Regions from separate parts of the Mus musculus genome. Here regions 1, 3, 4, 5 and 6 are each linked to region 2. A link is a contact called in public promoter capture Hi-C data. All regions are on one chromosome and are shown on one strand. Each heading gives the region's core, a stretch centred on a gene start, on an enhancer-like site or on the middle of the called end of the contact. The rest is flanking DNA. Distances are from core to core; before and after follow the strand shown.

Evidence for each region. Promoter capture Hi-C pulls out the DNA fragments that hold promoters and counts their contacts.
Region 1: a promoter capture Hi-C map of neutrophils shows a contact between it and region 2, with 2.7 times the contacts expected there. The contact joins the enhancer-like site here to the promoter of Nlk in region 2. A contact is called at or near these places in 2 of 39 promoter capture datasets (neutrophils and pre-B cells), 1 of 484 Hi-C or Micro-C datasets (pre-B cells), 1 of 115 datasets of contacts at active chromatin or transcription factors (large pre-B cells) and 1 of 9 other capture datasets (adipose tissue).
Region 3: a promoter capture Hi-C map of pre-B cells shows a contact between it and region 2, with 2.2 times the contacts expected there. The contact joins the promoter of Crlf3 here to the promoter of Nlk in region 2. A contact is called at or near these places in 2 of 39 promoter capture datasets (liver and pre-B cells).
Region 4: a contact with region 2 is called in a promoter capture Hi-C map of pre-B cells, with 3 times the contacts expected there. The contact joins the promoter of Suz12 here to the promoter of Nlk in region 2. A contact is called at or near these places in 2 of 39 promoter capture datasets (the C10 cell line and pre-B cells), 1 of 115 datasets of contacts at active chromatin or transcription factors (astrocytes) and 1 of 9 other capture datasets (adipose tissue).
Region 5: a contact with region 2 is called in a promoter capture Hi-C map of pre-B cells, with 4 times the contacts expected there. The contact joins the promoter of Utp6 here to the promoter of Nlk in region 2. A contact is called at or near these places in 3 of 39 promoter capture datasets (liver and pre-B cells) and 2 of 9 other capture datasets (adipose tissue and liver).
Region 6: a promoter capture Hi-C map of pre-B cells shows a contact between it and region 2, with 2.2 times the contacts expected there. The contact joins the promoter of Git1 here to the promoter of Nlk in region 2. A contact is called at or near these places in 1 of 39 promoter capture datasets (pre-B cells) and 1 of 115 datasets of contacts at active chromatin or transcription factors (extraembryonic endoderm stem cells).

The regions. Positions count from the first base shown.
Region 1 is chr11:79,717,874-79,721,095 of GRCm38.p6, reverse strand. No RefSeq gene overlaps it. Among named protein-coding and RNA genes, the nearest start is that of Mir365-2, 6.9 kb to the left of the region's middle. Within about 2 kb of position 1,870, at least 41 of the 459 cell types and tissues checked have an H3K27ac peak or open chromatin away from gene starts, as enhancers often do. A contact at or near this core is called in adipose tissue and neutrophils, where this site is marked.
Region 2 is chr11:78,695,886-78,699,066 of GRCm38.p6, reverse strand. Nlk (nemo like kinase) reads left to right here and starts at 1,642. Exons shown (of 11, transcript NM_008702.3): 1 at 1,642-3,181. The coding sequence starts at 2,801.
Region 3 is chr11:80,079,148-80,082,758 of GRCm38.p6, reverse strand. It overlaps Crlf3 (cytokine receptor-like factor 3), which reads left to right and starts at 1,768. Exons shown (of 8, transcript NM_018776.2): 1 at 1,768-1,975. The coding sequence starts at 1,847.
Region 4 is chr11:79,991,175-79,994,358 of GRCm38.p6, reverse strand. It overlaps Suz12 (SUZ12 polycomb repressive complex 2 subunit), which reads right to left and starts at 1,253. Exons shown (of 16, transcript NM_199196.2): 1 at 760-1,253. The coding sequence starts at 1,039.
Region 5 is chr11:79,960,933-79,964,139 of GRCm38.p6, reverse strand. It overlaps Utp6 (UTP6 small subunit processome component), which reads left to right and starts at 1,753. Exons shown (of 19, transcript NM_144826.3): 1 at 1,753-1,922. The coding sequence starts at 1,831.
Region 6 is chr11:77,491,374-77,494,900 of GRCm38.p6, reverse strand. Git1 (GIT ArfGAP 1) reads right to left here and starts at 1,489. Exons shown (of 20, transcript NM_001004144.1): 1 at 1,267-1,489. The coding sequence starts at 1,318.

The DNA.
Region 1 (3,222 bases), core at 621-3,120, 1.0 Mb before region 2:
GAGCCACGGCTGCTCACATGCACCAGCACCAGGCACCACTGGCTACATCCAAAAGACACATAAGCAAAGACTGCTGAGCGAGCTTGCAAGGCCTGTGACAGGCAGCTAGAAGAGCTATGTGGCAAAGCCCAGCCACTGACATGAGAAGAAATGTGGTTATTTGGGCAGCTCGCCTGCAGGCTGGCTGCCTCCTACCATAGCCAGAAAAGAACCCTAGAAAGTGGACTCTCCCCAGCTCTGAGCACATCGCTGTTCTTGCCTTAATTAAGTGGACACTACAATAAGAGCCACAGTCTCTTACAACAGTCTCTCAGGCCAGATGTGCTTGTAACCCAGTCCAGGTTTTAGACTGGAACATGACACCTGTGCTACACATTAGGCAGCACCCCAGTGGGGCAGCAACTGTAATCAAACATGTTAATTAATACCGCTACAATGAGGCTTATGAATATTCATATCCCTCACGGTAGATAAATATAGACTAATAGTGTTAGTTTGGTTTAGTTCAAAGTTTTCCCAAAGATTTAGTTACAAAAGTTGAAACTTGGGGTTTTCAAAGTTCTGTGGGGTTCAGAATTTGGGAGTTAGGGTGTGGGTCTGTGGCAGCAGCATTGGCTACGAAGTGCAGTCTCAACTTCACATTCCTGGCCTTGGCTGGGCAGCACTCTGACCCTGGCCAGATGGCTTTTGTTGCAAGTAGATACAAGAAAGCAAACACAAGACATTCAATAATGACACACTGGATGAATACATACCAACAGACATCTTTTCTCTCCAAAATACCAGCTATTAACATGGCTAAAAGGAGACAGTTGCAGTTAGTATTATCAGAGGTAGTGGAGTTGTGAATGAATAGTTCCCCTGCTTGGTTAATGCAGACAAGGACACACTCCTCTGGTTAATGCAGACAAGGACTCACTCCTCTGGTTAATGCAGACAAGGACACACAACTCCTCTGGTCACTGCTGCTGTCTGAGGGGCAGACTTGATGGGTTGTGTTTGTTTATCAGGAGCAGAGGAGCATGTGGGAGCTGAAACTTTAAAGACCCCATTCTTGGTTTTCCCTTGTGCACTTCTTCAGAGCCTCCCTGTGGCCAAAGTTCCATTTGGAAACCTAAAAAGGTTTATCTCATCACAACTTCCTAGAAGCTAATTAGAAAAAAAAAATGTGCTAATTGGATAATCTGGTTTCAGTTGTTCTAATTATACTCCTTGGTGGGAGGGGTATAAATTATAATAAAAATATAAAATATAACAGAAATTCTTCCAAAAGTATAAAACACCCAGAAAGCCTAAGTATAAATTTCCAAAAATAGTCTTAAAGTAGATTAAGAATTGTTTTTTAACTTTAGGGCATGTGTGTGTGTGTGTGTGTGTGTGTGTGTGTGTGTGTCTGTGTGTGTGTACACGTGCACACACACCTTTAGGGCAAAGGACAAATCACAGGAGTTAGTTTTCTCCTTCTCCCATGTGGGTTCTGGAAATCGAACTCAGGTCCTCAGACTTAGCAGCAAGCACCTTTGCCTGCTGATCCATTTTGTCAGCCCAAACTAAGAATATTTATTATAATGTGTCCCATTATACAAAGACAACCCATCTCCTAGAAAATGCACAGCTCTTCCCCACTACAGGATGTCTGAAGAGACTCGGGATTGGGGGTGGGGTGACTCCCACCCGACCTGGAATTAAATGAATTTTCTCTGTTTATTGCAACCCAGTTTCAGCATTCTGAAATGTCAAGCCCTCTTTCTTAAGACGACTCCTACAAGTGACTACCAGCAATTTCCTCATCGCCTAAGATTTCTAAACCCCAAATTGGGAAAGAAGTTCTTGATTCCATTGGTGATTTCTACCTCGCCCTGGCACTGGGCAGATCTGTGGGAGTAATTTTACTCCCTGATTGGGAAACACTTTGGGTCTGGCTGAGAACTGCTCTGGGGACAAAATGGCAAAAGAGATAGCTGGGGTTGGGGGCTGCCCGGGAGAGCATACCCTTTAAGCACCATGTACCTGGGTCAGATGTTCTGTTAGTGTTGGCAGCAGCCTGGCACACCTGCCTGATAAACCCAGTGCTACTGGGGAACTCCAGGCTATATTTAGTCAAGGCTAGCTGCCCCAGCCACCTGCTACAGTCGTGCTTGCTTACAGCCCAGTGGTGTGGTTAAGGTCCGTCAGGGCATTACAGAAAGGAGGAGGGCACCTTCTCTGGCTCTCTGCGGCATGCATGTTCGTTGGGCAAATATGGACATTGAAGGAGCAACCTGAGGCTCACACATACTGCTTGGGTAAGCAACATGGGACAGCCCAGAGCAACAAGGTGGGAGTGCCCAGGGCTAGTACAATAGTTTCACTCTCTGGGTTTTAAACCTAAGTCACCTCTCACCCTGAAGGGAGAAAACATCTTTTTGAATGACAAGAGAGAAAAATCCTCAAAGACCTTCAACAATGTCCCCAGTCACTTTTTTCTTTCTTGCTGGCGACACTGCTTCTCTCTGAAGACATGGACAGACGTTGGTGAAAAAACTCCACATACGTAACTTCAGTCCCCTGGGCTGCCTGCCTCTAATATGATTACACATTAAATGCAATAAATGGAGCAAAGTGGTATTATTTTTTCTGGGAAAAACCAACATCATAAAAGAGTCTTTATTGAATCAGAGGCCCATGAACTGTTCTCTTGCCTAATTATGGCTCCAAGTGAATGAGGCTGGGTTTCCAGGCAGGGCTCTCTCAAGTCTCCGGCCCGAAAAGCAATGGGATATTTGTCACAACTTGTCTAATTACAACAAAATCCACCAGGAGGACAGACAGGGAGAATGCCAGGGGAGGTTGGCAGCAGCCCCTCCCCCACTCGGGAGCTGGCGAGGAGAGGCTGGTTTTCTAGCTACTTCTATTTTCAGAAGCTGACCCCCTGCTCCACTCCCACCCCTCATATCTAAGTTAGGACCCCAAGACCCCTTTCCTTGAGTTCCGGCTCTGCCCACCCCCCCCCCCCCAAGCCTGTGTCTATAGAAAAGAGCCATTGTGGAGATGGGCTCCTTTTGCCAGATGTTTCAACACTCAAAATCTGGCCAAGGTTACTGTGAGTGCGCGAATGCATGTTCTCAGACCTGGCCAAAGATGAGCACTTGCTGTCACCAGATTGCGGGAGAGAGCGTGAAGGTGGGTGAGTGAATGTGTCCGAGAGTCTGGGAAGGGAGGGCTCACCCTCCACACTAACAG
Region 2 (3,181 bases), core at 393-2,892:
CTTTCTTTGTAGAGCAGGTTGACCTTGAACTCACAGAGATCCACCTGCTTCTGCCTCCCAGGTGCTGGAATTTAAGGCATGTGCCGCAACATCTGGCTACATATTTCTATGAACACGGGTCAATGACAAACTTCTCTGGAACTCAACCCAAGTCAATTCCTTATATTTCAAAACCATGTTGAACTTTGGAACTTTGGAACTTTGGAATATATCATTGTTCATATGATCCTGGGATTTTTTTCATGGGCTCATATTTTCTGCTGAAATTTCTCTATGCCTTCTTTCTTGGTTTAACCAACAATTTTACAGGCAGTACTTCACCTTTTACAGATGATGGGAGCTGAAAAGTTTACTATGTCCTCAACAGCCCATCAGGGAGCTGTAGGCAGGGAGATGCATTAAATACACTATTGGTGTTACAGTCAGGTAATGCAAATTGAGGAGTAGAAGTGGAGAGGAGCTCAAAGGTGTTTAAGACTACTTTCTTGATAGGAAAGGGAAGAGTGGACAGGCAAAAGAGGAATCAAAAATGGCCTCTAGGTTTTGATACACAGTTTTATTGAAAAGAATGTCTGTTAGCCTAGTATTTAAGAATAAATTTAGGTTAAGCAAAGTAATATCAAAGAATGATGTTCTTCTAGTAAAATTTCAATGAATGGAACTTACTTGACCAGAAAACTTTGGGAGATTATTACTGTTTAGGGGCTTTAACGTGTTTTTTTTTTCCCCTGGTTTTTAATTTGTATAAATTTTGCAGTCTTGGTATACTGAAAATAAAGCCTCTTTTTGGTCAAAATCAAGCTTAACTGATGAGTCTACTTTGTTTCGTATTACGAAACCTTGAGTTTTTGAAGCTTAACATGCCTTTTTGCTCCTTCTATTTTTTCCCATATCTTGTACCTTAGAAAGAGTTGTAGATGGCTCCTATCAATGGACCAGTGATAATTTAGACTCCGCCTTCTCCGCCTAAGTCCCGCCCACATCAAAACCACACCTCTCTCTTAGCCCCGCCTCCTGAAGATGTCGTCTCCGATATGACAGCAAATTCTCCACAATGCTATCCAATGGGACATACGAAAGGCGGGACCTATGTCAATCTTTTTTCCCCCATTTGTCCAATTATATATCTATTTGTACTCAGTTCCATCCCACTTAGTCTTCAACCCAAGGATTGGTTTCTCTGTTCTTTGTTCCTGGCTCGTGATTGGTTTTTTTCCTCATTCCGCCCCTCTCTTCTAGCTCTTGCAGGCGGGATTAGCACGCAGCTTCCTGCTCTTTCCAAAAATAAAAAAATAAAAAAAAAATAAAAGAAGAAAAAGAAAAGAGGAGAGAGGCGAAAGAAAAAAAAAAAAAGTCACGGAGATTTTTGATTTTTAATTGGCTTTCAGTCTTGTCGGTCAGGCCAAGATTTGCCTTTTTATTGGTCTGTCTGTCTGCCCATCCTGAACCGGGGGCGGGATTTCCCCAGGAGACCCACACCTGGTTGCCACTGGTCGACCAGTGCGCCTGTCTGAAGCTTCCGGCCAGGGATTGGAGGCGGACGCGGACAGGTGGGCGTGGATTGGCTAGGGCAGCCGGTCAGTGTGAGGCGGGGGCGGGGCCTCGGCGGCTGGTTGCGCGTGTCCGCCGCTGGCTCCGCTCTATCCGGCTTTGCTAGGGGAGGTGAGTCCGGCCGCGGCGGCACCGGCGGCTGAGAAGGCGGCGGCTGAAGAGAAAGCGGTCACGGCGGCTGTGGAGAAAGCGACCGTGGGCACGGAAGCCGGGTGGGGGGGAGGGGGGGAGACGGAGCAGCCTTGAGCCCTGCAGGGGCCGTCGCGCGGGGGACCCACCCGCTCTCCCCCCCAACCCTCCTCAGCACAAGCCGGCGGCGGCGGGGGCAGGAGTCAGCCTGCTTCCGACCGTCCCCCGCCCGCTTCCCGGGGCTCCTATTCTTTGGCCCCGGGACCCTAACCTCCTCCGGGGCGGTTCCCTGTGTCTGGGCGTCCGAGTACTGCCCACCGCTCTTTCATTCCCTCCCTGCACCTTCTTCCCTTCACTTTTGCCGGGGTTTTCTCTCTCCTCTTCTGTCCTGCCTGTCGCCTCTTCGCCTCACTCTCTTCCTCCAGCCTCCTTCCCTGGCTCATTCTGCCTAGGAAAGTTTGGTACATCTCCTCAGTCCCCCCAATCAGGTCAACCAGACTCGGAGTAGGGGGCGATGTAGGAAGGCCTGAGAGTTCGAGGGGAGGGAAGCTGGAAGCTGGTTTCCCTGATAATTTCCCCTCATCTTTTTTGATTTAGAGTGGTTGGAATTTTTTTTTAATTGTGTTTTTGAGGAGGTGGGAGGTGTTTAGAAAAGGATGTGGGAATGGAAGGGGTAGATGAGTCAACCCTCTTACAAGATTCCAAGGGTGGCGTGTTACCAGATCCTTTTCGTGTGCGGAGTTCAGGGGGTCGGGAGGTTTGGCCTTTATTCCCACATTCAAAGTTGGAACCTCCCCCCCATTAAGAATGGAGTTTTAGTATCCACTTGTGGCAGGAATCCTGGGGGGAAGGGGCCCTTTTCCCTTTTTCTTTTCCTTTTTTTTTTCTTCTTATTTTATGTTCTTAACTTTTATTTTGACAACCCATACCCTTCCACACACTCTCACCCCCAAATCGAACACCCAAGATTGTCAAACTTGTCTGGATTGACCGATGAAGACATAAAGCCAGTTCCGCTCTATGTTTTTTGAGGTGGAGTGAGTGGTTTTTCTTCATTTTTTTAAATGGCCAAATGACAGCTTGACCCAGTTTGCTTTCCAATCAAAGGGCATTTTTTTGAATGTCTCTTTGTGGCACAAGAGCCAACGCAAAAATGATGGCGGCTTACAATGGCGGTACATCTGCAGCTGCAGCAGGTCACCACCACCACCATCATCACCACCTTCCACACCTTCCTCCTCCTCACCTTCACCACCACCACCACCCTCAACACCACCTTCATCCGGGGTCGGCTGCTGCCGTACACCCAGTCCAGCAGCATACGTCTTCGGCAGCTGCGGCAGCCGCCGCAGCAGCTGCAGCCGCAGCCATGTTAAACCCTGGGCAACAACAGCCATATTTCCCATCCCCGGCACCGGGTCAGGCTCCTGGGCCAGCCGCAGCAGCCCCAGCTCAGGTACAGGCTGCTGCAGCTGCTACAGTTAAGGCGCACCATCATCAG
Region 3 (3,611 bases), core at 519-3,018, 1.4 Mb before region 2:
CACTGAGGCATCTCTGTAGTTCCTTCCAAACTTTACCTGCAAATATAGTATTCTGTTCTATCTTTTCAGCAACTCTTGTCCATATATTTATTAGACTCTCCTCCTACTCCTATCCTTAAGTTTGTCTTTCCTACTTTGTCCTACTGTTTTCTACTCGCATGGTTAATGCCTTAATTCATTTAGCAGATACCAACTATTTACTAAGTATTAGGCTATGTTATCTTTAGGATAAAAACAGCTCTTCTGGCCACTCTCTCCATTTTTCTTTCAAAAGGGCTTCCTTCTATTTTCTTTACTTTCTTATTTTATTTATTCATTTTTTGTTTGTTTGTTTGTTTGAAGATTACGGTTTCTCTGTGTAGCCCTGGCCATTGTGGAACTCAGTCTTTAGGCCTCAAACTCAAAAGATTTACCTGTCACTGGCTGGGACTAAAGGGGTTTGTCACCACTGCCCAGCTGTTTTCCTTATTTTCAAGTATTCTTTTATTTCTTCTTCTCCTCTCTTCCTTCCCCTCCCCACTTTATTTATTTATTTATTTATTTATAGACCAGGCTGGCCTGGAACTCCCCCTCCCTACTTTTGAAAGTGTCTTTTTTTTTTTTCCAGACAGTGTTTTATATCACTCACGTTTCTCCCAGACTCACTACGTAACAACCAGATAACTGTTCTGAGTTCCAGATCTTCCCAAGAGCTGGGAGTAGAGGGTATGCCCCTATGTTTCGCCCATGTGGGAAGAACAGTCTGACCTGGAACATCTTCGATCTGGCCTCTAATACAGATCCATTGCATAATCCTGAGACAATCCTGTACCGTGTCTGATCCTGCTGAGGACAATTTACACACCTTGGGCTTATGGCTCATTTAAGGACTCAAATCCAACCAGTTTTAGTGTGGCTTTTCAGCAGATCACTTTTTACCGTTTTAATAGTTTGGGGGGAAAATTACAAAGACCATGTTGTGACACGTGAAAGTTATTATGCCATATCTAAAATTCTGTATTGAAAGGTTTATTTTTACATCCTTGTTGTCCAATCTGCCTTTTTTGCTCCCCATTCCAAGCAACCCTCCTTCCCCGGCCTCTCTTAGGGCTGAAACACAGGAGCAAGCGGCTCCTCTTGTTTTTACTATACATGGTCACACCCATTTACTTAATACAGCGAAACATACACTTTATCACATGCCAGCAGATATTTATCGGGAGGCCCTTACCGAAGAAAACGTGCCATCATTCGCCTTGGCCTTCTGCCAAGATTGCTGTACAGCTGGTCATCACTTGGGCCTCTCTCTCTCTTTCACCTCCCTCCTAAGAGTATCTAGGTAGTGGCGCCTGGGTCAAGTATCCTCCCAAAATTCCCGCCTCAGCTGGCATTTACTAGGAAGGTAGTACAGCGACGATTTAAGGCCCAGAGCTGTAGCCTCGGCCCTGGAGATCATGCACTGAGTTTAGGAGAGTAGATCCCCCCTCTGTGTCCCTCCACTTCCTCCACTGTGCAGGGCAGATAAGTAGTGCAGTAAGATAAGAAGTGGGAAGCACTTAGAGACGTGTTCACGTGTTTCTACTCTAGCCTCCACTTGTTTCCTGAGGAAGTGTCCAGGCGGGCGCAGCAAAGAGGCCGGAGGAGGAGCTGAGCAGACGGCGCAGCAGGTTTCACTCACTCAGACCAAGGCGCCATTAGTGCCTGTGTCCCCCCCACCCCCACCCCCCGGCGTCTGTCAATCAAGCGGCAGCGGGGGCGGGGCGTGAAGGACAGGGCAGGGCGGGGCGGCGCTTCCGCTGCGCGAGGCCGCTCGGGGTCGCTCGCGGGAGCTAGGCGCAGTCGGGAATCCGGCGGGCCGCGCGACCAGATGAAGGGCGCGATGGAGCCGGAGCCCGAGGTGCTGCTTCAGGAAGCCCGCGAGAACGTGGAGGCGGCGCAGAGCTACCGGCGGGAGCTGGGCCAGCGGCTGCAGGGGCTGCGGGAGGCGCAGAGGCAGGTCGGAGGGCCGCTGCGGGCCTTAGAGGGCGCGGGCCGGAGGGTGGGCGCGCGCGGCGGGGGCGCCCCGAGGCTCAGCAGAGGAAGTGGGTCGCAGACCTGTGGGAGACGTGACATGGGGAGGTGGGTCCTGCAGAGTTCTTCAAGGGAAAGATAAGTTTGGCGGACTGAGAAAGAGTTTGGGGAGCGCTCCTGAGCCGCCTCGCGGGGCACTTGGTGAGCGTAGGGGTGGTGTCCGAGGATGAACCACGGGAGCAAAACCCGAGGGATCGCAGAGTGAAGATCGGAAAAGAGAGTTGGGAGGAAGAGGGCATAGTCAGGGGAAACCTGCGACAGATAACTCGGTTTAGAAAGCCTGAGGGCACTGACCTGGGGACAGTAAAGGTGGAGACGAAGTAGAGGGAGAGGGAAGAAGTAAGGAGAAATGGAGAGGTTGAGCAGCAGTGACCTTAATGCCGAATGAATGGGGACGGGGGGGGGGGGGGGTTGTTATTTGAACATCTCACAAGATCCCGAACGCCTTGAACAACCTTTTAGAGTAATCTCTAGACAGGCTAGAACTGAAGGTGAAGGATGTTGAAGGGCAGAAGGAGCAAAACAAGATGTTTCAGGGAGGGTATACAAAGGTGAAGGGAAATGGAAAAACAGATTTTAAGAGAGGACTGGTAATAGAAGAGGCTAAATACACTTTCAAGTACTGCAGTTATCTCTCCACAAGGAAAGGTCGAACAGAGATAGCGGAAAGCCACATGGCTCCTCTCCACTCTCAAAGGTATACAGAAAAAGATATAAGCCCCTGCTAATGCTAGATAAGATAGATAATCCTCACATTACTATTAAGTGCTTTAGTTAATGCTTTTTGAGGAAATGGAAATTCATTAGAATTTCTCTAGGCCTAGTTTTGTAGGGTACCGTCACACTGGTAACTCCAGTGCTGCTGTGCCGAAGCAGAAAATGGTGAAGTAGTGCTGCGATAATCTTCGAATATTGTCATTGCTAATAATTTAAACCTCTCTAGAGCTGGTGTAGGCCAGGCATCAACAGTTGAGCTAGAACTAGGATCAGAATCCAGATACGACTTATGATTTAAACCTGATTTGGTGAATACTTTCAAGGTCTTCCAATGCAGACATCTGGATTTCCTTTGGAAAGAATCTGCATTATTCCTTCTGCTATTTTGAAATAAATGTTGAAAATCTAGGATTTAAAAAAAAAAGGTTTAAAATACCCTCTTTTATATAGTACTGCTTAGTCTGTGAATTTCATGTATGCATACAGTGTATTTTATCTTAGTCACCTCCCACACCACCCCCTCGAACATTTTTAAATTTTAATTTTTTAATTATTCATTTATTTTTTTTGAAACAGGGTTTCTCTGTGTAGCTCTGACCGTCCTGGAACTTGCTTTGTAGACGAGGCTGGCCTTGAACTCAAATATTTGCTAGCCTCCACCACTCAGGTTTTTTTTTTTCTTTTAAATTTATTTATTTTTTTATATATGAGCACACTGTTGATATCTTCAGACACACCAAAAGAGGGCATCAGATCCCATTACAGATGGTTGTGAGCCACCATGTGGTTGTTGGGAATTGAACTCAAAACCTCTGGAAGAGCAATCAGTGCCCTTAACCACTGAG
Region 4 (3,184 bases), core at 4-2,503, 1.3 Mb before region 2:
AATACCCAGCTAGAAGATTGCTAAATTCCACTATCTACACAAAAGAGGTGCAAAACCATCAGGATATAATGCCCACTTAGTAACAATTTTATTTATAGTCATAATGTTTATAAATTCTATTGTTTGTTTCCAGGCACTGTGTGATCCCCTTTCCAAAAAAGTCAGTTTCGCCCTCCACGCATCTTTTAAAACGAAAAACCGGGATTTAAAAAAAAAATGTTCTGGAATTAAGAAACAACTCCAAGGTTGTCCACGGAGAGGACGCTTGCCCCATTCTGTCTCTCTCAGTCTACGCACCCATAAAATGGGCGGAAAGGTTTGAAAAGCTTAAAAGGTTTCAAATGCTGCGTGTTCACTCACACGCAGCCAGAGTGGGTACGAACGCATTTCAGACCCATGACAATTTCCTCGGCTTTACAACACTCATCTCCGGACAGGCTGTGTCTCGTCCCCCCGAAACCTACAACTATAATCCCTGTACTTGTGGAGTAAGGAAGACACAAACGAAAACACCAACTCGTCTCGGGATCTATATGCGCTCAGTTCAACCGTCACGTCCCCACCTCCAAGGCTGCTCTGAACCTGGGGGCCCCGGGGCGACCCTTCCGGGAGTCAGGGACCTGCTCGGGACCCCGGCGTTCCCCAGCGAGTCCTCCCTCCACTCCCAAAGCAAGTGGACTCTCCGAGAACCCGGCGGAGTGCCCCGTGCCCCGAACGCCGGAGAGGGGCACCCCTGCCCTCGAAGCCGCTCACACTCACTCTCAAAGGCCTGGAGGAAAAGCTCGTGGTCAGCCTGGACGTGCTCCATTTTCGGCTTCTTCACCGGCAACACCGCGGCCCCCGCCGCCGCCGCCGCGGCCGCCGCCGAGGAGGAGGAGGCCGAGTAACTGCCGCCGCCTCCACAGCCCCCGCCGCCGGATTTGCCGCCCGAAGCCGCCGCCGCCACCGCCGCCGCCGAACCCCCGAAGCCGCCTCCCCCGGACCCCGCGCTGGGCCCCGAGCCGCCCCCTCCCCCACCGCCGTGCTTCTGAGGCGCCATCGCGGTTCCTGCCTCCTCCCCCCGCCAGCTACCCGCCGGGCGGCCCCGGAGAGTGAGCGCGCCTGCTACACCAACCGCTCGCCCCAGCAGGCTCCAGCGGACCGAGGGGGGAAGGAGGAGAGAGGGGAGGAGAGGGGAAGGGAAGGGAGGAGGAGAGGAGGGAAGGAGGGAGGAAAAAAAAAAAGTGTCTCCTCCGAGCCCCGCTCCGCTTCGGAGGCCGCTCACCCTACCCTGGCCTCGCTCCGCCCACTTTCCCCGCCCGGCGCTCTGATTGGCCGGCGGGAGCGCGCGCCGCCGGGCCGCCCAGCCCGTTGGTCCGCAGAGTCCCCCGTCAGTCACGCGGAGGCGCTTCTCGCGGAGGCGCGGCTTGGTTGGCCCGTGCGCGCTGCCGACCGCGGGCCCGGACGCCTCTTTGAACTGAATTCGCGGGAAAATGAGGGGTCGGAGCGGCCTTCCTGCTCGTCCCGGTGCATTGTGGGCAGAGGGGGACTCGCGAGCGGCTTTGGGAGCCGTTTCTCGCCTTGAGAGCTTCGTCAGTCGCCGCCCCCAGGGGGGCAGAGGTCCCCTGGAGAGAGAGGCGGGTGACTGAGAAACTGAAGGCGAAGGGGCCTTTGAAAGGAGCGGAGGTCCACCGCGGATCCCGAGACTGTGTGGTCTCAGGAAGTGACCTGCCCCGGGGGTGCTGTGTGCTCAGTCTCATCTCCACTGAGGCAGGAGGAGATCGGATCCCCTGGCCGCCACGTGCCCCAAGCCACCCATGGCCGAAATCCCCTAGCGCAGCCACTGGGTTGTCGGACGTGAAGGGCTCGCCTACGAAAGGGAGCGACCTATTTTGTGGCGGCCGTTTCTCAGAAATTAAGGAGACTTGGTTTTGTTTTGTTAAGTGATGTGAGGTTTTGGGATTCTGTGGAATTGGGTTGTGGCTTCTCAACACGATGCGAGCAAAGTAGATACTTCATTTTCTCTGAGACAAATAGGTGATTCGAAGTAAAGACATTTCTTGAAGTTTTATTTATTGTACTGCCAAAAGCTTGTGAGGAACGCTGTGTTTTGAGTGTCTTGTTTAAAAAGATAGATAAACTGGGCGGTGGCGCACGCCTTTAATCCCAGCACTCCAGAGGCAGAGGCAGGCGGATTTCTGAGTTCAAGGCCAGCCTGGTCTACAAAGTGAGTTCCAGGACAGCCAGGGCTACACAGAGAAACCCTGTCTCGAAAAACCAAAAAAAAAAAAAAAAAAAAAAGATAAACAGACCCGACCTAAGTCTGTTGGTACAAATTGGCTTACTCTGAATAACTTGGATTTCAAGTTAGACAAAATAACCAGCTTATATTGCTTATATTTTAACTTTCTAAAAATGTTTTTATGCTCGGTGGTGGTGGCACACACCTTTAATCCCAGCACTTGGGAGGCAGAGGCAGGCAGATTTCTGATGCGAGCCTGGTCTACAAAGTGAGTTCCAGGACAGCAAGGGCTATACAGAGGAACCCTGTGCCTAAGTCTACACCAAGGTCGTATGCTGCGGTCCTTACAGCCAAAAGAGGATGTTGCCTCTCCTGGAAATGGAGTCACAGGTGGTTGTGAGGCCTAGGGTGGGTGCTAAGAATCAAATAGAGATCTCTGAGAGAGCAGCCAGTGCTCTCAACTGCAGAGCTGTAAGTCCAACCCCACGTTATGTTTTATATTAAGAAGAAACTTTAGAATGCTCTCATTATACTAGTCTGTATTTAAGAATATTTCTTACTGCAAAATAGGTATATGGTGGGTTTTTTTCCCCCTTATGTTTCTGAAGAACGTCTCTGATGAATGCCACCCCACCGAGGTTTCTGGAGTTTTAGCTGCGGTATTGCTTTATAGCGTTAGGAAATTCAGTCAGGGTCTGAATAATTAAATTACTCTAAGCAAATCCAAAAATATCGCATTACAAACTAGAGTGCTAATTTAACTATGTGACAACTATATAGCTGTCAAAATGTTCCCTCTTCATCATTTGTCAGGGTTCAGTTGTAGGGAGGGAGAGGACGGAGGGACAAATACAGTCAAATAACCAAGTGAAAGATTATCATGAATGTTTGATGAAAGGAGAAATGCACCTAAGGGATTTGGGGTATTCTTAAAGGAAATGGTAGTAGCAGGCATTAATGTGA
Region 5 (3,207 bases), core at 504-3,003, 1.3 Mb before region 2:
GGTGTTCACCACCAGGGTCAGCTAAATGAATAAAACACTGGGCTGGAGAGATGGCTCAGCCTGTAAAGGCTAGGCTCACAACCAAAAATAAAACATTCATGTGATTCACATGAAGATCACAGCCTTGCTCATAGTACTGGGCACATAGTGAGACAGCTGTTATTATGACAGGCTGAGGTGAAGAGACGATTTTGTCATTTTTATTATAGTAATTCTTAAGGCAAGATAAGTATAACAGCTAAATATCAAAACAACAGTGGAGAGCACAGTTGAGAACTGTAGTTAGCAAAAAAAAAAAAAACCAAAAAAAAAAAAAACAACAAAGAACTGTAGTTAGCTCATTACTCTCTGTCAAATTTGTCTGGAAAGGAAGGATTACAATCTGTCAGGCTTGTTGACTTCCTTGAACTTAAAGAAACGTTATAAATGCCTTACACTTGCGCATTTATTTGTTGATTTTTTTTTTTATTATTACAAGCTTCCTGCCCACACTGGACTTGCTGTTCACAGTCATCCCCATTCTGACTAATAACAACAAGTCCTGCGTTACTATTACAAGGAAACTGCATCTTTAATTTACATACATGATTTCCTTCCATGTCTCAGATCTTAGATCTGAAAGGGCTGGGAAGTGATGAAGCTCACATTGACCTTTGTGTCAGTTCTGAGGCCAGTGGGACAAGATGTGAAACAGAAAGGGAAGGAAAGCAAGGAGCTGGGTGGCTCTGGGTGACTATGAAGTCTAGTTCCCTCTCATAAATCACGTAGAAGACCGGGGTAACGACGTGAGTGTTCTAATAACAGGTCTAGCAAGAAGCCCTGCTTTGGCTTTTTATCATCTTCCAGAACTTAACAGAGAAGGGAACCACAGATTTTTTTTTTAAGGTGGTAGTAATTATACAGCAATGTTGCTTCCAAGGTGGATCTCTTAGAAACACTAATTTGCTTGGACAATGTTGTAAGGAAGATCTGTGTAAATATTGATCTATTTCACCAACTTTCAAACTTTTCATTGTTTTCTAAAACAAATGACAGTTTCTGCTATTTATCCAGTGCCTAAAATTTTGAAGTATTTTGTCTACATAGGTCAAGATATTTATTTTTAATTTAAAAACCGTGTGTGTATTCACGTGGGCGGGCACACGCGCCATAGAACGCGTGTTGAGATCAGAGGATAATTTGCAGGAGTCAGTGCTCTCCTTCTACCGAATTTAGGTTGCCAGGCTAGGTAGCACGATGGCCCTAATTATTTAAATAATACATTTTTTCTCACCATTTTAAAAAGAACCAACCATTCAGAGGCTTTCATTGGGACGTGAAAATGCACGGTTACCATACTGGTTTCGTGAAGCCAGCCGACTAAGACCAGGGCAGCTGGTCCGCAGCCTTAGAGCCTCATCGAATTTGCATAATTAACAATATCGTCTTCAGTTACATTTTTTAGTTTTCAGTGTTCTCGGTGACGAGAAGCGAGAACCTGCGACAGGAGCATGATAAAAACAAATGACTTCCAGGTAGCGTACTTAAAGCTCCTATCAGGTATTCCGGGAGGAGCTTTTTCCGGTCTCCGAGGCGCGAGGATTTAGCCCCGCCCCCAGCCCCGCCCCCGCAAAAGATGCATTCCCAGACCGGAAAAGGTTCTTGCTGCAATCCTATAGTCAACCACAGGGAGGCGACAGCGGCTTCGCTAGAAAAGAGGGGCTCCCCAATGGCGGAAGCGGAAAAGGCGGGACTTACGAAGCACGTTCAGTCAATCACTAAGAGTGAGGCTGAAAGGTGGCTGTTCTCTACGCTTATCGGCCGCCCGGCTGCTTGTGAAGTTCCAGCCTCATGGCGGAGATAATTCAGGAACGTATAGAAGATCGAATCCCGGAGTTGGAACAGCTGGAGCGCATCGGACTCTTCAGTCACGCGGAGATTAAGTGAGAGAGGATCAGGGAAGAGGAAGGAGCGGGGAGGCCGGAGGGGAGCTTGAGGCCAGTGTGTGGCGGGGACCGGCGTGCTGACTTTTCTGAGTTTGTTTGTAGCTACCATGCTAGCAGAGGGAAAAGTCCGTGGCTGGAATTTGACCACGGTCAGAATTCAACTTTAACGTATTGCAATGCGATCCATAATCAGTCCGTTTACCCTTCCTACTGACCGTCATCCAATGGTCAGGGTCTTGCGGCCGTAAAGGTGATCCAGCCAGGATCCTAGCCCGTCAAGGATACTGGGCAGTGTGAATGGCGGGAGAATTCCGATTAGAAAATGGTTATAGTTTAAAAGTTTGGGGTATACAGCTTTAGATAGTCGAGTACAGCGCCACGGAAGCCCAGGGGGAGTGGGTAGGTCTCCCTAACTAAACTTATAGACTGAAGACCATTCAATTCATTTCCTATGCTTCTTTAGCGCTCTGCCACAGGGCACGGAATATAGTTGGCATTTGGTAATTTGGTAAAATCAGTTACTTTTAGTGATTTTCTGTAACAGTTTACTTTTCTATGACTCTAGATAAAAGTGCAGTAGTAGTGTGAGTGTAGGATCCGCAAAGAAAAACGTTAGGAAACACCGCGAGGACGCTTAGAAAGTGCTAAATGTTGCCCGGAGTCAGGGCACCGGCCTTCAATCCCAGGACTTGGGAGGCAGAGGTGGGCGGATCCCTGTGAGTGCTACCTGTCTGGAAAAACAAGGGGGGCGCGGTGCTAAATGTGTTACCATTCTTAAATATTGTCTTGAGTATTCTGTTTTTCTTAGAACACATGTATGCTCACTCCTTTGTCGTAATATTTAGTTAGAGACAATTTAGGTTTTAAGAATTTACATGCTGAAAATAGACCCAAGATTTTAGGATAGAGATTTGGTTAACAAAAACCTAAGCATTGAAGCTAAGAGCATTGCAGAGTGCTTGCTTAGCATGCCAACGCCTTGAGTTTGATTCTAGAGAATGTATACATACACACACACACACACACACACACACCCCAAGACAAGCCCCTAAGTAGCCTAAATTTGGAGGAGAAATCTTTGTTAGTATGTATAAATAATAAAAAGCATTAGGCATTATTTACTTTGCTGGTGGGAACAGTAATGATCTTGGCAACTGAGGTGATTTTCCTGAAAGTTTAAAACTGTATGTGGATGTTCTTAACAGCATAGAGTAAGTGTGTAACAGCATAGAGTAAGTGTGTAAGAGAATGCGTGCTTTGCCTGTGGAAGATAACTGTGTTC
Region 6 (3,527 bases), core at 240-2,739, 1.2 Mb after region 2:
CAAGGCCAACCGGGGAAAGGGAGTCGTCATTTCCAGCTAACTAGGGGTATGGATGTCCATCTGTAAACGGATCTTCTAGGACCCTCCAAACCGTGACATATCCTAAGGAGGTCTCAGGGTCAGTCACCTACAAGGTGTCCCATGTTCATGACTCTGCAACTACCCACAACTCCCAGTACTCCAGTTTAGATCATGAGAATTACAGGACCATCATTCCTTGGGCTCACGGTCAGATCTTGGGATTTTAAGGGGTGACTACAAGTTATGGGCCTGCATATCAGCACTCCACACTCTCACCTAATCACATCTTCATTACCCAGAGTCCATAAGACCCCGAGACTGTATGGAGACACAGCTTCTTTTATAGAGGATGGGCAAAGGCCAGAACTTCCTGCCTCCAGCCAGCTGCTGAGTCCCATCAACGGCTGTGTCCTCCCAGAGAAGGGACCAGCCTGGTGAGTTGTTGCCCTCCCTTCACTTCCTCAGCAAGCCAAGGGGGCTTTCACAGCAGCTCAGACCGACTCACTCTGCTGGTTAGTAGGGAGGAAGCAGTGTGTAAGTCCAGTTCGCTCAGGAGTCAGCTGGACCAGGGGAGCATAAGCAACCTCACCGCTTTCTCCTATCCAATGAGCTAGAGACCAGGAGGGATCGGCGTCTAGACTGAACCAATACCTAGCACACCTTCTCCAACAGGCCTACCCGGAACAGGAAAAGCTGAGTCTAGATGTTCCCAGACACCAGCAGGCCTGGAGATGCTTCCGGGGAAGATGCCCATGCTTAGATTGTTCCTGAACACCGGGCCCTCTAAGCAGCCCCAGCCTTGGGAAGCAGGGGCGGGGAGTCTTAAGAGTAGCTGCCCCTGTCAGGTGCTCCCTAGGAGCTCGTATCCAGGCCCCTTGCCCTCCACCGCTCCGGCGGGCACGCGGGCCATGTGAGCAGCAGGTGCAAGACGCGGGGGTGGCAGGGATGACACAAACCATCCTAGCGCCCACCTCCCACAGCCTGCCGGCCTCCGCCACAGCCCTCCTGCCACACCAGGCTGGCGCTTCCGTCTGGATGCCGCGATGGAGGTGGGAGGCGGTTCCCTCCCGTTCACCGGCTCCAACGCACAGCGCCCCCCGCAGCCGGCCCTCCCGCCAAGGACGCCGCTCCGCAGTGGCCCCCGCCCCGCCCTCCGGCCCGGCACAGCGCTCCCGCCAGGCCTCGGCGCCCGCCCGGCGGCGGCCTGCGGCGCGGTCCCGCCCCCGACCCGATCCCGCCGCTTACCCGGAGCGCTGCAGTCCGCACACACCTCCGCTCGCGGCCCCTTCCGGGACATCCTCAGCGGCGACGCGGCCGCAGCCCTCTGGGCCAGCGTGGGGGGCGCGGGCGGCGGGCCCGGGCGGCGGCGGCGGCCCTGCGGCCCGGCCCGGCTCCCGCAAGGCCCCGGCGAGGCTCCGCGCGCGCGGCCAACCGTCCGCCCCCGGGGCTGGCCCGGAACCCGCCGTGCCCGCCCGCCCGCTCGCCCTCGGGCGCCCTCCGCCCCGCGCCGCCCCGCGCCGCCCCGCGCCGCCCCGCCGCCGCTCGCCGCTCTCCCCGCCCCCTGCGCGGCCCAGGCCGCTCCTGCAGGAAGCAGTGAAAGCCCTGCCCACCGGGGGAGGGGCGGCCCGCACCCCGCCCCGGCGCTCCGCTCAGCTCCGTGGCTGAGCCTCTCGGAGAAAGGAAGCCTGCGCGCAGGCGGGAGTGGACGGGGGTTCTTAAAGGAGCCGCGGCCCGCGCCCGCCTGGTCTGCAACCGAGACACACGCTAGCACTTTGACCTTCACTTTCCGATTGGGGAGTGGTCCAGGGGACGCTCGGCCCAAAAACCGAGAGACGGACGTGGTGGGGATCGGGGTGGACAGGAAGCATTCCCAGGCACAATGCTCCTAGCGGTCAGAGGCTGGGTTGGGGTGAGGTGTGTGTTCTGGTCCCCTGTGTCCAAGTCAGTGTGTCCAGGTGGGTCTGTGGCCATATCCCTGCGGTGTACACTCACTACCACCAATATGGACGGCCAGGTGCCCGAGAGGTCACTTAACTGTGACTCCCTCTCTGTGGGACTAAAAATACATCATTCTTGTTTCAAATAGGAAAGCAAAGAATCTGGGTGATTATTAAGAGTGTTGTGTGCACCAGTAATAACTTGCTATCTGTTTCGTGTACATCAACGATGTTTCCGGGCTGCCCGACGGGTGTGTATGTATCCTAAGCATATGCTTATAACAGGAGCCAATTTTTGTAAGGATTTTTTTTTTCTTGGACTTCTCATGGAGACGGGGGTGGGGGGAGCAAGGAACTAAAGTGCATGTTGCACGTGGGTGCACCCCACACTGAGCATGCTCCCCCATACACGTGTGACCCGTTTGTGCCCAGCCCCCACCCCTACAGCCGCAAAAGGGCTGTCAGAGAACTCAGCTTATGGAGAGGGCAAAAGCACACAACACCAGGTTGGGGGGGGGGGGGTGAGGGGCGGCGGCGCGCTCGTAGGGGAAGGGGCAGGTCAGCGGTGGCAGAGTTAAGGGAGATTCCTGGGTGTTAGGGATTCCTGCTCAGTAATAAAACGGAGGTTTGAGGGGAGTCCTTGGTTAGGGGTGTCTGAGTGGGTCTATTTCTCCCAGCAATGCCAGAGCAGCAGTGACTTGTGGGTGGGCAGGCTCCTTCCCTAGGGGGAGACAAGTAATGCTTATGAGTCACACCACCCAAAATACACGCAAAGTTCCATCGCCTTTTGCTGCAACCCAGATTGACAAGTTTGTTTGAAATTGTGATCCACAGGATATATTTATAATCTCACCTTAAAAAAAAATCTTGCAGACACCCCCCACCCCCAACCAGTAGCTCAGCAGGTGGGGCTTCTGCCAGCAAAGGGTGGTGGTCATGCCACACCATGCTGCACTCATACCCAAGAGTCTGTAGGCTTGGTGGCCGCAGCAATGGAGGTGGGAAGCAGTCTAGCAGCTGAAACTGGGCGCGCAGCCCAGGAGCAGTGGCCGCCCGTTCACCCCGGATCGACCCCCAGCTATGGAATTTCATTTATTAAATGTCGAGGCAGCTGCTGGCAGCCCCGTCGCTTGGCTGCCTTTGTTTCTTCGCTGTGTGGGCGCGTCTGGAGCACGTGGCAGCCAGGGCGTTGAGACCAAAGGGAAAGCGACCTGGGCTTCGTGTGATAGCCGGCCATCTGGCAAAAGGGCAACCTAGCCTCTAAATGCATGCTGGCCTCTCTCCTTTCTTGGAATACAGGGCGTGCAGAGGAAGAATGATTCACGTCCCCCCACCCCGGCCACCCTATCTCCCTATTGGCTCAGGGACTGCCTGGGAGGGACCCTGGCTCACACAGTCCAAACTTTGTTGCAGAACCCCCAACCTCACCACAGCCAAGCTTTAGAGCTTGAAGATGGGGGAAGAAGGGTTTCTGGCTTCCCCGAAGATGTCATCATCCCAGGAACTGAACAGCTCAAATGGAATCATACACAAGGTTTTGAAAACGATTTAATGAGGAATTGTACAGGC